Linked DNA regions of Mus musculus: region 1 is linked to region 2. Evidence: chromatin contacts called from public Hi-C data. All regions are on one chromosome and are shown on one strand. The core of a region is the stretch at or near the end of the contact, and the rest is flanking DNA. Distances in the headings are between cores, read along the strand shown.

What was found. A called contact is a pair of places that touch in the nucleus more often than the background predicts.
Region 1: a contact with region 2 is called in a Hi-C map of the N1E-115 cell line, with 8 times the contacts expected there. The contact joins two enhancer-like sites. A contact is called at or near these places in 19 of 39 promoter capture datasets (the 3T3-L1 cell line, 3T3-L1-derived adipocytes, the C10 cell line and 11 more), 2 of 15 datasets of contacts at CTCF or cohesin (large pre-B cells and pro-B cells), 79 of 484 Hi-C or Micro-C datasets (the 3T3-L1 cell line, 3T3-L1-derived adipocytes, the AML12 cell line and 40 more) and 1 of 115 datasets of contacts at active chromatin or transcription factors (astrocytes).

Annotation. Positions count from the first base shown.
Region 1 is chr2:136,120,446-136,125,858 of GRCm38.p6, reverse strand. The region is part of intron 3 of Pak7 (p21 (RAC1) activated kinase 7); the gene reads left to right. Among named protein-coding and RNA genes, the nearest start is that of Gm14218, 14 kb to the left of the region's middle. Within about 2 kb of position 1,363, at least 6 of the 459 cell types and tissues checked have an H3K27ac peak or open chromatin away from gene starts, as enhancers often do. A contact at or near this core is called in the N1E-115 cell line, where this site is marked.
Region 2 is chr2:135,354,059-135,359,702 of GRCm38.p6, reverse strand. It overlaps Plcb1 (phospholipase C, beta 1), which reads right to left. Exons shown (of 32, transcript NM_001145830.1): 24 at 1-49. Among named protein-coding and RNA genes, the nearest start is that of 4930545L23Rik, 140 kb to the right of the region's middle. Within about 2 kb of position 2,207, at least 2 of the 459 cell types and tissues checked have an H3K27ac peak or open chromatin away from gene starts, as enhancers often do. A contact at or near this core is called in the N1E-115 cell line, where this site is marked.

The DNA.
Region 1 (5,413 bases), core at 114-2,613, 770 kb before region 2:
CTCTTTATAACTAAACACCCTTCGAGAGATTCCTGTCGGGGAGCTCACTGCATTGTCCAGTGGAAGCCGGATGAGGGCATACATGAAGTACTGCCAATTTTCTAAATGTGTTTGTACACAAGATAAAGAGTAAGTAAGCGAATTTGTAGGGGAGAGGAAAATGTTAAGCGCCTGGAGCTGTGTATGCAGCTTAGAGGATGCGACTTGCCTAACATATGTGAGGTCCTAGGTTCAGTACCCTAGGTTGCCAGTATTGTGGCAAAAAGGGAACAAAAACAAAAATAGGAAAAAAAAAATCTTTACTTTATTCAATAAATCATAGACATTAATGCATAATGAAATCTCACAAAATAAAATTATGGCAAATTATAACTAAAGAGTGAGATCCAATAAAAGTATATGTTTTAGAAAGATACGTGGATACAATAGGCTCTCTGCTTGAGCACAGTGGCTGATCTGCACATTCAGTGGCTCTTCTGGGCCCAGGAAAAAAGCTCTCAAATTTTGGAGAACCAGAGAAGCAGCCTTTCCCTCAGGAACACGGAGCATTTCCTTTCCTAACTTTACGTCTCGGAGGTCTGTCTGTGGGCCTCTCATGGTCTGTGAACCATGTCTTCTTTGTTTCACAATATCTTCTTTGTTAAGTAGTCATAATATAAAAACACAACTGTTGTGGTACATTTGTGGAAGGAAAGATCATATTGTTTGTGTCTCTTCTGGGGTGTGTGTGTGCTATTTGGGTCCCAGGTTTATCTAGGATATTACTGGAGGAAATGGACTTGTTCATCTTTTTCAACATGGCAAGGTAACTCAGAAATAAGACATGAATTCCCTCTCAATATTTCTACATGGGTTCCTGCTATCCCGTTGCTATCTTTGATAGAATAGGCCAGATGATCTAGTAAATGCTACAGACTCCTGCATGCCGGACTTGAACTTGCTCTCTGAGATGTTTGGACAAGCATAAATATGCTCTGTTCCATCATGGTACCATAGCATCTCTGGAAACATAATAAACACCTCAAAAGTGCTCTTTATGCTGCAAATCAACCATTTTCCACATTTTATTATGAACCGCTGTTGCTGTTCATATAAAACAAAGGAATGAATGATCCTACCAATGTGAATTTAAGGAAGAGAAAACCCGTTTTCCTTTTGTGTGTTACGTGCTTATATAATGCCATGCTGCTGTTCCAAGGCCTCACTTTGAGTGACAGGAAGAGACACTCCAGCACTATGACCCAGAGAGCCTAGAAGTGAGTGACCTGGTACCACCAACAGAGATGCAATTGTCTGAGAAGGGAAAGCTGGCTTCAGGAATGTGCATGAACTAACCAAAGAATGCAAATATGGACCTGCAGCTGAGAGCTGTTGTCATCTAGTCTGCCTAATGCAGATGCTGCAGACTCTCCCACTGCCTTAGCCATTCTGAAGGATAATAACTCTTAAAAACAGTAAAAACCTCCAGCTGCTTTCTTAACCTTTTCATTCGATTTCAAAGTGATGAAATGCCAAGAATGAGCACAGCACACTTATCTTTCAGATAAACAGGGAGATGACTTCGAAGGTAGGAAGGAAGGAAGGAAGGAAGGAAGGAAGGAAGGAAGGAAGGAAGGAAGGAAGGAGAAAACTCATACTCTGTATAATTATAAAGTAAGTCAAAGACATTGCAAAGTCAGTGCTTTTGGTGTGCATGAAGAAAGCTTCAGAGACTCAAAATTTTTCTCTAGGAGAGCATTGGGTTCCTATGTAGAAAATAGTAAACGTCTGGGTACAAAGAGAGCAGCCAAGTCATGAGAGCATTAATAATATCATTTCTTTGGCTTTTAGTAATTTAAGGTCCACCCTTCCTTGGTTACCTTTCTGTTTCTGTGATGAACATATCCTGAGAAAAAGAATTACAAGAGAAAGATATATGATGGCAGTGGTTGGAGAGATAGATTGGTGGATGGATAGATAGATAGATAGATAGATAGATAGATAGATAGATAGATAGATAGATAACCAGATTTCATCTCATAGCTTACGCTGCGCTAGAACTTAGTATGTAGTCCATTATGTCCTTCAACTTTAAAATTAGTATTACATTGTTTTGAGGGACAGGGGTGGGAGGAAGGGTGTACCACACTGTGAGGTATGAGGGAATCTGTTGTTTTGTTCATTCAACCATGTGGTTCCCAGACTTAAGTCAGCAGCTGCCTTGGAGGCAAACATTTGTTCCAACAAGGCCATACCTTGTAATCCCTCTCAAGTTGTCCCACTCCCTAATGTCCAAGCATTCAAATATAACTATTCAAACCAACATAATTGTCAAAGAAAGGAACTATTCTACTTCAGGAAACCCAGGCTAAGATGTGAAGATAACGTGAGAGATTTGCAGAACTACCTGCTATCTGTTAGATTTTGTTTCATTAATCATGGTGTGTTCCTCTCCCCTAAAATGCATTTTTTTCACTAAATGAATATTGAGCTGGGTATTTCCGTTGTCCGCAATGATGCCTGGTCAATGAAATAGCCATAATAAATATCCAAGAACATTCCATTTCAAGCTGACTTTTACCTCAGGCTGGCCAGAGTAACCTCTGGCTGCCTGCTTTGTGTTGCAAGCAGGAAGAACTCAGTCTATAACCTTTAGCAGGGAATAGGAAGTCAGCTTCAAGCTTGGTTTCTTGTGGAATTCTTCAGTGTATGTGTTGGTATTATAGTGATGTAGAGAGCAGAGAAAATGGCAAATAGTAGAACACTTTCCAATTCAAGATGAAATCTCTATTTCCATGAAGTTCGCAAAACCTTCCTTTAAAATATTTTATTCTCTTAGAGTTTGTGCAAATTGCACATGCCTTTAATCCCAGCATTTGGGAGGCAGAGGCAGGCAGATTTCTGAGTTCGAGGCCAGCCTGGTGTACAGAGTGAGTTCCAGGACAGCCAAGGCCTCACAGAGAAACCCTGTCTCAAATAAATAAATAAATAAATAAATAAATAAATAAATAAATAAATTTTTTAAAAAAACTTTATATTTAGTTAGTAAATGATTGGTTTATTTTGGATCCCACATGATTACCAGTATTATACAGCTTGTTGAGTGGTTTTTGTCTTGTTTTTATTTGGGGTTTTCAGTGTTTTGGGGGGTTTGTTGTTGTTTTGTTTTGGGGGGGTTGTTGTTGTTCTTTTGGCTATTTGTTTGTTTGGTTTTTGCTTAGAAATCTTCACAATACCTCCCCCTCTGAGATATGCTGACCAAACTGTCACATTTTCCAGAAACAATGTAATGTTCAAGTCTCATCCAACTGCCCCAACCCAATTAGCCCAGTGGGAAAATGTAGAAAATAGATGTGATACTTCAATATCCAACCAAGAATTTGAATGTTTTGGGGAGGCTAAGGATGTCAGATTTGTGGTGATTATGGATCCAGACATTTCCAGTCACTTGTGTGACAGGTAAACTGGTTCTCCCTGTACAGGATCAGAATTCAGGTATGGAGTTTAAAGGCAGATACTTCCTAAACGTACCTTAGTTTATTCTCCAGTCTTGGGAATTTTTGCTTTCTGGCCTCTTGAGAAATATTTACTGTTACAATGTAAAGCACAGCCTAAGGTGCAGAGAAAATGCTGATTTTGAAAAGGAAATGTAAGGTCTTATTAGGGCAAAACTGTTAATTACACACTTCATTATTGTCAAGGTTAATACAGACAGGGAGAACAGAGGCACTTTTTCATTTCTTCCCCGGGAACAAGGGGAGACAGCTGTTCTCCTGGACAGATCCATTAACGCTTATCACCAGCCGCCAGCCTGCACAAGTCGGGCCATGAAATATGGCTGCTGTCACCAGGAGGCAGACCGGATGCGGAGCTGGTCCAGGTTACAGAGGAAAGACAATGAGAACCCAGGCTTCAGATGCAAATAGATTGCCTTGCATTGGTTTTTAATGCCTGCAGCTTCCACAGCATAAAATTCACTGATACTCTTGTAGTTATTGTATTATTGATCTCTCTAAAATGACATAAATCTCATTTCAAATAAACGTCAGACACCGACTCTGACGAACAGCAGTCCTTCCATTTGATGCCTGTCAAAGCTACATTGGACAATTCTGCATGTTTGGATTTCATTGTTGTTGCTTTGATGGTTATAATTCCATAAGGAAAACGCAAGTCAGCAAAAATAACTATGCCTTGGGTTCTCAGTTACCTGGACTTGCGGATCAAAGAGGCTACAAAACCCTTCTCTTACTTTATTGTGTCTGTGTGTATTCTGAAAAGTTGTTTGCAACAGACATTTGCGCTGCTTATTAACAATGAATTAGGAGTTCATCTGAAGCAAGCAAACAAAACCATGTGTTTTTATTAAGAATGATTTGCATACTTAAAGTTCTGAAAACTAATATCCAAGGAAAGGAAATACATTATTTTTCTTGTTTTTTTTTTCCATTTGCTTTAAGCTGATTCCTTCTCATGAGTAAATTAAATATTTTTCCTTTCAAATATTAGCAACCATGCACTTACTTTTGTTTACACCTATGCTTTATTTATCTGCAGCTAAGGATTATTACGGCTCATTAGGTCTATGATGTTAAGAAAGCATGCAGATCCAACTGGGGAAATACAAGAGCAAAATGATGAAAGTTTTCGTTTGTTTGTTTGTTTTAATGGTAGGGATAATGGCTGACCTTTTATTTTACTGCTATTATCATCATTATCCTTATTATTAATTTACAAATTCACTTTACATCCCACTCACTGCCTGCTTCCAGTCACCCTCTCCCACAATCGTCCTTCATCCCCTTTCCACTTCTTCTCTGAGCAAGTAGGGGGCTCTTAGGGAAGTTGCATGCCCTTGGCACATCAAGTCTCTGTGAGCACATCCTCTCCCTTTGAGGCCAGACAAAGAAGCCAAGCTAGAAGAACACATCCCACAGACAGGCAAAAACATTTGCGATAGCTCCGCTCCAGCTGTTCGGGACTCATGTGAAGAACAAGCTGCATTTCGGCTACTTAAAGCATAAAATGTATTTCACCTTCATAATGGATGAGGAAGCCCAAGTCAACATGTTTACATGTTTAAGAAGGATACCAGTACAGTAATGACCATGATTTGAAAGCATTCAGTTATATGTTTTTTAGTTCTAATAAAAAGCATTTATTTTATGTTGCAGTTGCAGATAATGTGAACTGCATCTCCCCTTTAAATATCAGAAATTTGTGGTTTAGATCTTGTTACTAATAATTTTATTTTCTACTTGTATCTGGTTTTGTCCAATATATGCAATCATGGCTAAATTTCTATTGTTTGTAGCTTCCTTCCTTCCCAAAATTTCAGTTTTCTCTCCCAAATTTTCAGCTTAACTTAAAACTTTACTAAGATAATAGTCAAATAAGAAGAATTTACTAGTACTTACCAGTACTTTCTATGGCA
Region 2 (5,644 bases), core at 958-3,457:
TTGTCCTGGTTTCGCTTGGAGCCTCGGAAGATGTTTCTCCAGGGTCAGCCTAAGATCATAAACATCTTTTTAACTTTCTGCTTCATACTGCTTTTATTTTCTTCCTGTAACAGTAAGGCTACACATTATGGCATTTTCAAAATTCCTCTGGAGTCTGAAATACCAAATTTGAAACTGTCAAGAAAGCAAGATTAACTCAGCATAGTGTGAAATCAAGAAGTGTCAGGTTAATTGCACAATGTGCTCTGTTTCCACTCCAACTTTCTCATGCTCCTGAATAAAGCCTTCCCACACTGCCTCTGGATCTCCCTAGATGCTTCCATCAAATGAGAGAACAGCAACGTTTAATGCAAACAAAGGACCATAGAGAGTCTGTCCAGCCTTTACAGATTTCTGCTATAGTGGTAGACAAGGAGAGGCTCTGTGGAAGGACTGCTAAGCCCGATGTCCTGGGATAGACACCCCTAGCTGAATACACATGTGAGTGAAACAGCTAAACTGATCTCAGCTTGGTTCAGAGTAGCAGAGACAGGCTTCTGAATAAATAACACAGAAGGAAATGCTAGTTTGATTCATGCCACCAGCTTCCATGTCACAGCAAAAACCAAAGTGATGGGTACGAGTGCAGACTTTGGAACCAGGTGTCCTTGGATTCAAATTCAGTCCATTTAGCAAGTCACTTACTTCTCTGTGCCGTGTCTCCATCTTTATCCTTGAGGGTATACATGAGTTAGGGATCATAAGATTGCCTACCTTATGAGGTTTCTTCCAGGATCAAAACAGTTAATGTTTGGTAAGTATCTAGAACACTTTCTGGTTCAAGCTAAATAAGTAAATGCACGAAACAGTTATGATGGTATGCCATTACCAATGGACAAAATGAAATGTGCCAAGACTTGTGAGCCTGTTATCCTGTCCACTCCATCAGCTATACCCTATTGAAGGTAAGCATTCAGTAAGTGTCTGTAGCATCAATGCCGGTCCTATAAAATAATTGCCTCTATAATGGTATAGTCCTCCAACAGTGCTTCCCCACACTCCAAGTGCCTGACAGCTGGTTTAGACTTGCTTTCCATGTCCACAGCAAGTTTTTCTGGTGACGACTTTATCCCAGCATCTTTCTGTGTAATGCATTTATAAGTTATTATCAGGGATATTTTCTTCCATGGGTCACCTGGACGTCAACCCTGTGACATTTTGGCATGTAATTACAAAGAGCACACTGGAAATTTTACCAAAGGAAGGCAGAAGTATAAACAGCATCACTGACTCATGTTCTCATTCCCTCCTAAACTTGCTACTTTTCATCCTTGAAACAAAGCCTTACTGTACAGCTATCGATGACCTTGAACTCATGATATTCCTGTAGCCTCAGAGGTGGCATTGGATCAGTTCGTTCCCCAAAGCTTAAGTCAACAAATAGCACTGCTGATTGTCCAGGTTTCTTCAGTGTACCTTCTCTCACTGGGATGGAGCAGGAGAAGATAAGTGTTGGTACTGGGCTGGACATCAAAACGGGAGCCTAGCCATAGAATCTAGAAGCATTAGATTTTGCTATTGGGAAATTATATCTTTTGACAGATGGATAACAATGATTGGTAAGCTCTGGTATGGTCACATTAAGTTAGATTCCATTAGGAATAATCTCCCTAGAGTCATATGCCAAGAGGAATGATGACATATTCTTTGTTCAACCAGACATCGCAAATGAGAGTCTCCTGGCTCAAGTGCTGCCTATGGGTGGTACCTATGGTGCTATGTGGGTTTTTTGTTTGTTTGTTTGTTTTCTGCATTGGTTTCCTATATTGCCAGATTTTTCCATGCAGGACATGTCATACACAGAGAAGGTTTTTCTTGAAAGACAAAAAAAAAAAAAAAAAAAAATCAGAGTTAACGAACTGGACCTATAAAGTGGTGACAAGGAGAAGAGAAGCCATACCCAAACCCAGAGGAAGCTGTTATAAGTGGGACAGGCATGGTTCAATTACCACCTATACCCACGAGGTGTTGAAATAAGATGAAAAATTAAATATTTCTGGGAACTTACACATTTTCAAATGACCTAAAGGCTAAAGTGCACCTCCAGGCTGCACTGGACCCAGAACAGCCTTGTCTGCGTGCCCTGACTCGAGGAACAGAGTTTGCCTGGAATCCCCAAGCCAGAATGCTAAAGGGATGTTGTGTCTGGAAATGACCTAGGCCAGGAGCCAACAAATGTGCAGCTCTCGCTTCCTCCACCCTGCCAGACATGCGTCAGGAGAAGAGGGCAAGGAAGGCACTGATTAACAAGATTTTTGAGTAGTCAAATTTCCCAGGGGCCTCTGAGGATTTTTTTTTCTGGGGATAAATGTGATACAGTACTGAGCATCTATGATGGCAAACAACAAAAGACTGATGTCTGACAGTTTTGCCAAGGGATATGTAGAAAAGCCCCAGTTTCCCCATTGGGGAAACTGATAACAGGAGAGGCTGGGATTCTGTGGGCTGGATGGTGCTTTGTCTTGGCTTCATCTCTGCCCAGCCAGGTGGGCTGCCCTTTTGGCACCATGGCTGAGTAATCAAAGATGATATTGAAAGTCAGCACTAAACTCTATTAAAAGTAAGCCAGAGGTCAGATAGGAGACTTGAGAACTTATGATAGTTTAAGGTCTGAATAGTTTTAATAGCAGGCATTCTGTGTTCTATGACAGTGGCAGCTTAGGTGAACATTAATACAACAGTAAGCTATGGCTAAGATAGTGTCACACAGAAAGATGAGGGAATTACCAAAGAACTCACCCTGTTGCACTAGAATGACATGCAAATAATAAAATATAAAATAAATAATACGGTTAAATACCTTCAGTTGTGAAATACTAAACTTAACTTTTTGAAATAATTGAGAAACTCAAGTCCTTCCCATCACATAGATGTGTGAGCTTTAATGCAAAACACAAATTTTCTGTGTCCAGCTCAAAGGAATCAATACTTTTACTATGTTTCTCTCCAGGCCTCTCTATGACAGTTACTTTCATGTGTTTCAACAAAACAAGGAGAAATCCTTCCCCAAAGTGCTAGAAATTATGAAATAAATAAAGGCACCAAAGATATGTTTTTTATAAACTTAATTGGAAGGCCACTGGGATCCAATTAACATGAATTTCAATTAAGGAAGGGTCATATGGTGGAACTTCAGTTGCTCTTACTAGATTTTTGCTTGTAACCTCTGCCACCTAGTGGGCATATGGAATTACTACAGTATATTTTTCTTTAAAATAAGGCCAAAAATGGCTTTTAAAATTGATTTCATATTTAAAAATTAAATCTTTCTTTCCAAGAGTTAAGGTAAACACAATCTCTTTGAAATTATACCACATGTAAATCAGTAAACCTCCGTTCTTATAAGTTTTGTAGAAGGTACGGTGTACAAATAAATGAAAAACACTTGTGACCTGGACACAGAAATTTTGGCTTTAATAAACAAAACAAGCGGCTGAGAATACATAGCTTTAAAAAAAATCTGTGGGATGTTTAACATGAAAGTAAAATATCTTTCAACTATGAGATGTTACTGGGGTTAGTAGAGGAGATGTTACTGAGGTCACTAGAGGATACTGGTTATTCCTGATTCCTGGGCTGGTAAGACAGCTCAGTGGGTAAAGGTAAGGCCAACAAGCTTGCTACCTATATTTGAGCCCAGGGCCCCACATGGTGGAAGGAGGGAACAAATATCAGCGCTTTCCTCGGAACCTACATACCTGTTCTGAGGCACAATCATGTATGCACACCTCACAACACACACACACACACACACACACACACACACACACACACACACACACACACACTAAGTAAATAAACAGATGTAAAATTCATTAAAACACACTGTCCCTTTCATGTGGTTTTAGGATGACAGCATGTTGCCTTGGACCCTGGTGGGTAGGGGAAAGGCTCGCCACTTTCCCAGAACACCATGAAGGAGATTTATAATTTCAGGGTGTGCCATCCAGTCTCCTGAGGATGGATGTGGGCAGTGTTTATGGCCTTGTTAGAGGCAGCATTTTGGTTGAAGCAGCTTTTCAGGATGTATAGTTAAGTTGTACCTAAACTTTCCACTAGCTGAATGAACCGAGCTATTGTACCTGTCCCATCCCTAAGAAATTCAGGCTCAGTCCTGAAAAACACACATCTTGGTTGGTCTTCTCCAAGTGCGTGGGAGGGAAGCACACCGGCATTTGCAGCCCACTTTGAAATGCATTGAAAAATAAAAATAGATAAGTGGACAGAGGAATTTATATGTTATCAAGCGAAGAATGCCACTTAATTGTGGACTGAGATAAGAGTATCAGTTTTAAGATTCTTTCAAGTTCAAGTTGTACTTGAAGAGTCTGGCAGCACAAGTGATGGGCAAAGGCTTTACGTCGTGAGCAAGTTTGTCTCCTGTCTTTAGTTTTTGGCTTAAAAAAACAGGGGTTATTCATTTACTTATCTCCCATATGTGCTTATGTGCACTACATATATGCCCTTAGAGGGGAGACGAGAGCGTTAGGTCATTTGGAATTATAGTCATGGATAGATTTAAGTCCCCATATGGGTGCTAGATACTGAACCTGGGTCCTCTGCAAGAGCAGCATGGATTTTAACCATGGAGCTCATCTCCTGCCTCATTTTTCAAATGTCTTAATGAACACCTGATACGTAAATTTAGTTTGATATCTTTTGCAATCAATGTCTGGCAAGCTCTTTCAGTAGTAACTAGATTGGAATCCAAAGGGCTCTTCTCTCATGAAGGCTGCACCCCAATTTAGACAAAGCTATCATTCCCACCACATATTGACCTAGGAGTGACCACTGCAAGTTTAATGTGTGAACTTTTATTAACTGACATCACTTTCTGGTTCAGAAGTGAGGAAGACAAAGTATGATTTTTCTCAGGGGCTGTGTATGTACATATATATCCATACTCATGCATATGTACATGTGATTTGATAATACATATAACGCGCGCGTGCACGCGCGCGCGCGCACACACACACACACACACACACACACACACACACACACACACACACATTCCAGCATAGTATCTGAGGTATAGCATTAAAATAACATTTATTCAAAAAATGAATGGATGGACGAATATGTTCACCTACAGTTTCCTGCTGGTATATAAGTAGTAGGTACACTTCATTGGCAAAGTCCTGAAACTATAGTATATGCTCAACCTTATGCTGAAATCAGAAAAAAAAAAGCATTTGAATGAATCCGTAATGAGTAAATTCGTGAATGGAATGAATGAAACTGCTTCTCTTTCTACAGTTGACTCGTTACCACAACTGGGGGATTAGAAAGCTATTAAATAAGAGTGCACATGACCCTGCTGACTACTTTATACACATGTCAGTGTCTATGTGAAAAAAATCACAAAGGCCACAGGCATTAAAGACTCTGAAATGTGTGCGAATTTTGGACCATCACCAATATCACTTCAGATCCTTAGAAATCTAAATGCCAGGGTTTCCTCCAAACCATCTGCATCAGATGGGAACCACGCATGGGTGGTAGAAGAACACACCCAGATGATTCTGAAACATGGTAAATACTGAGAGCCCTGCTACTCCAAACCAAGAAGGTTGTTGTAATGCAGAATTTTATGCCCTGTCCA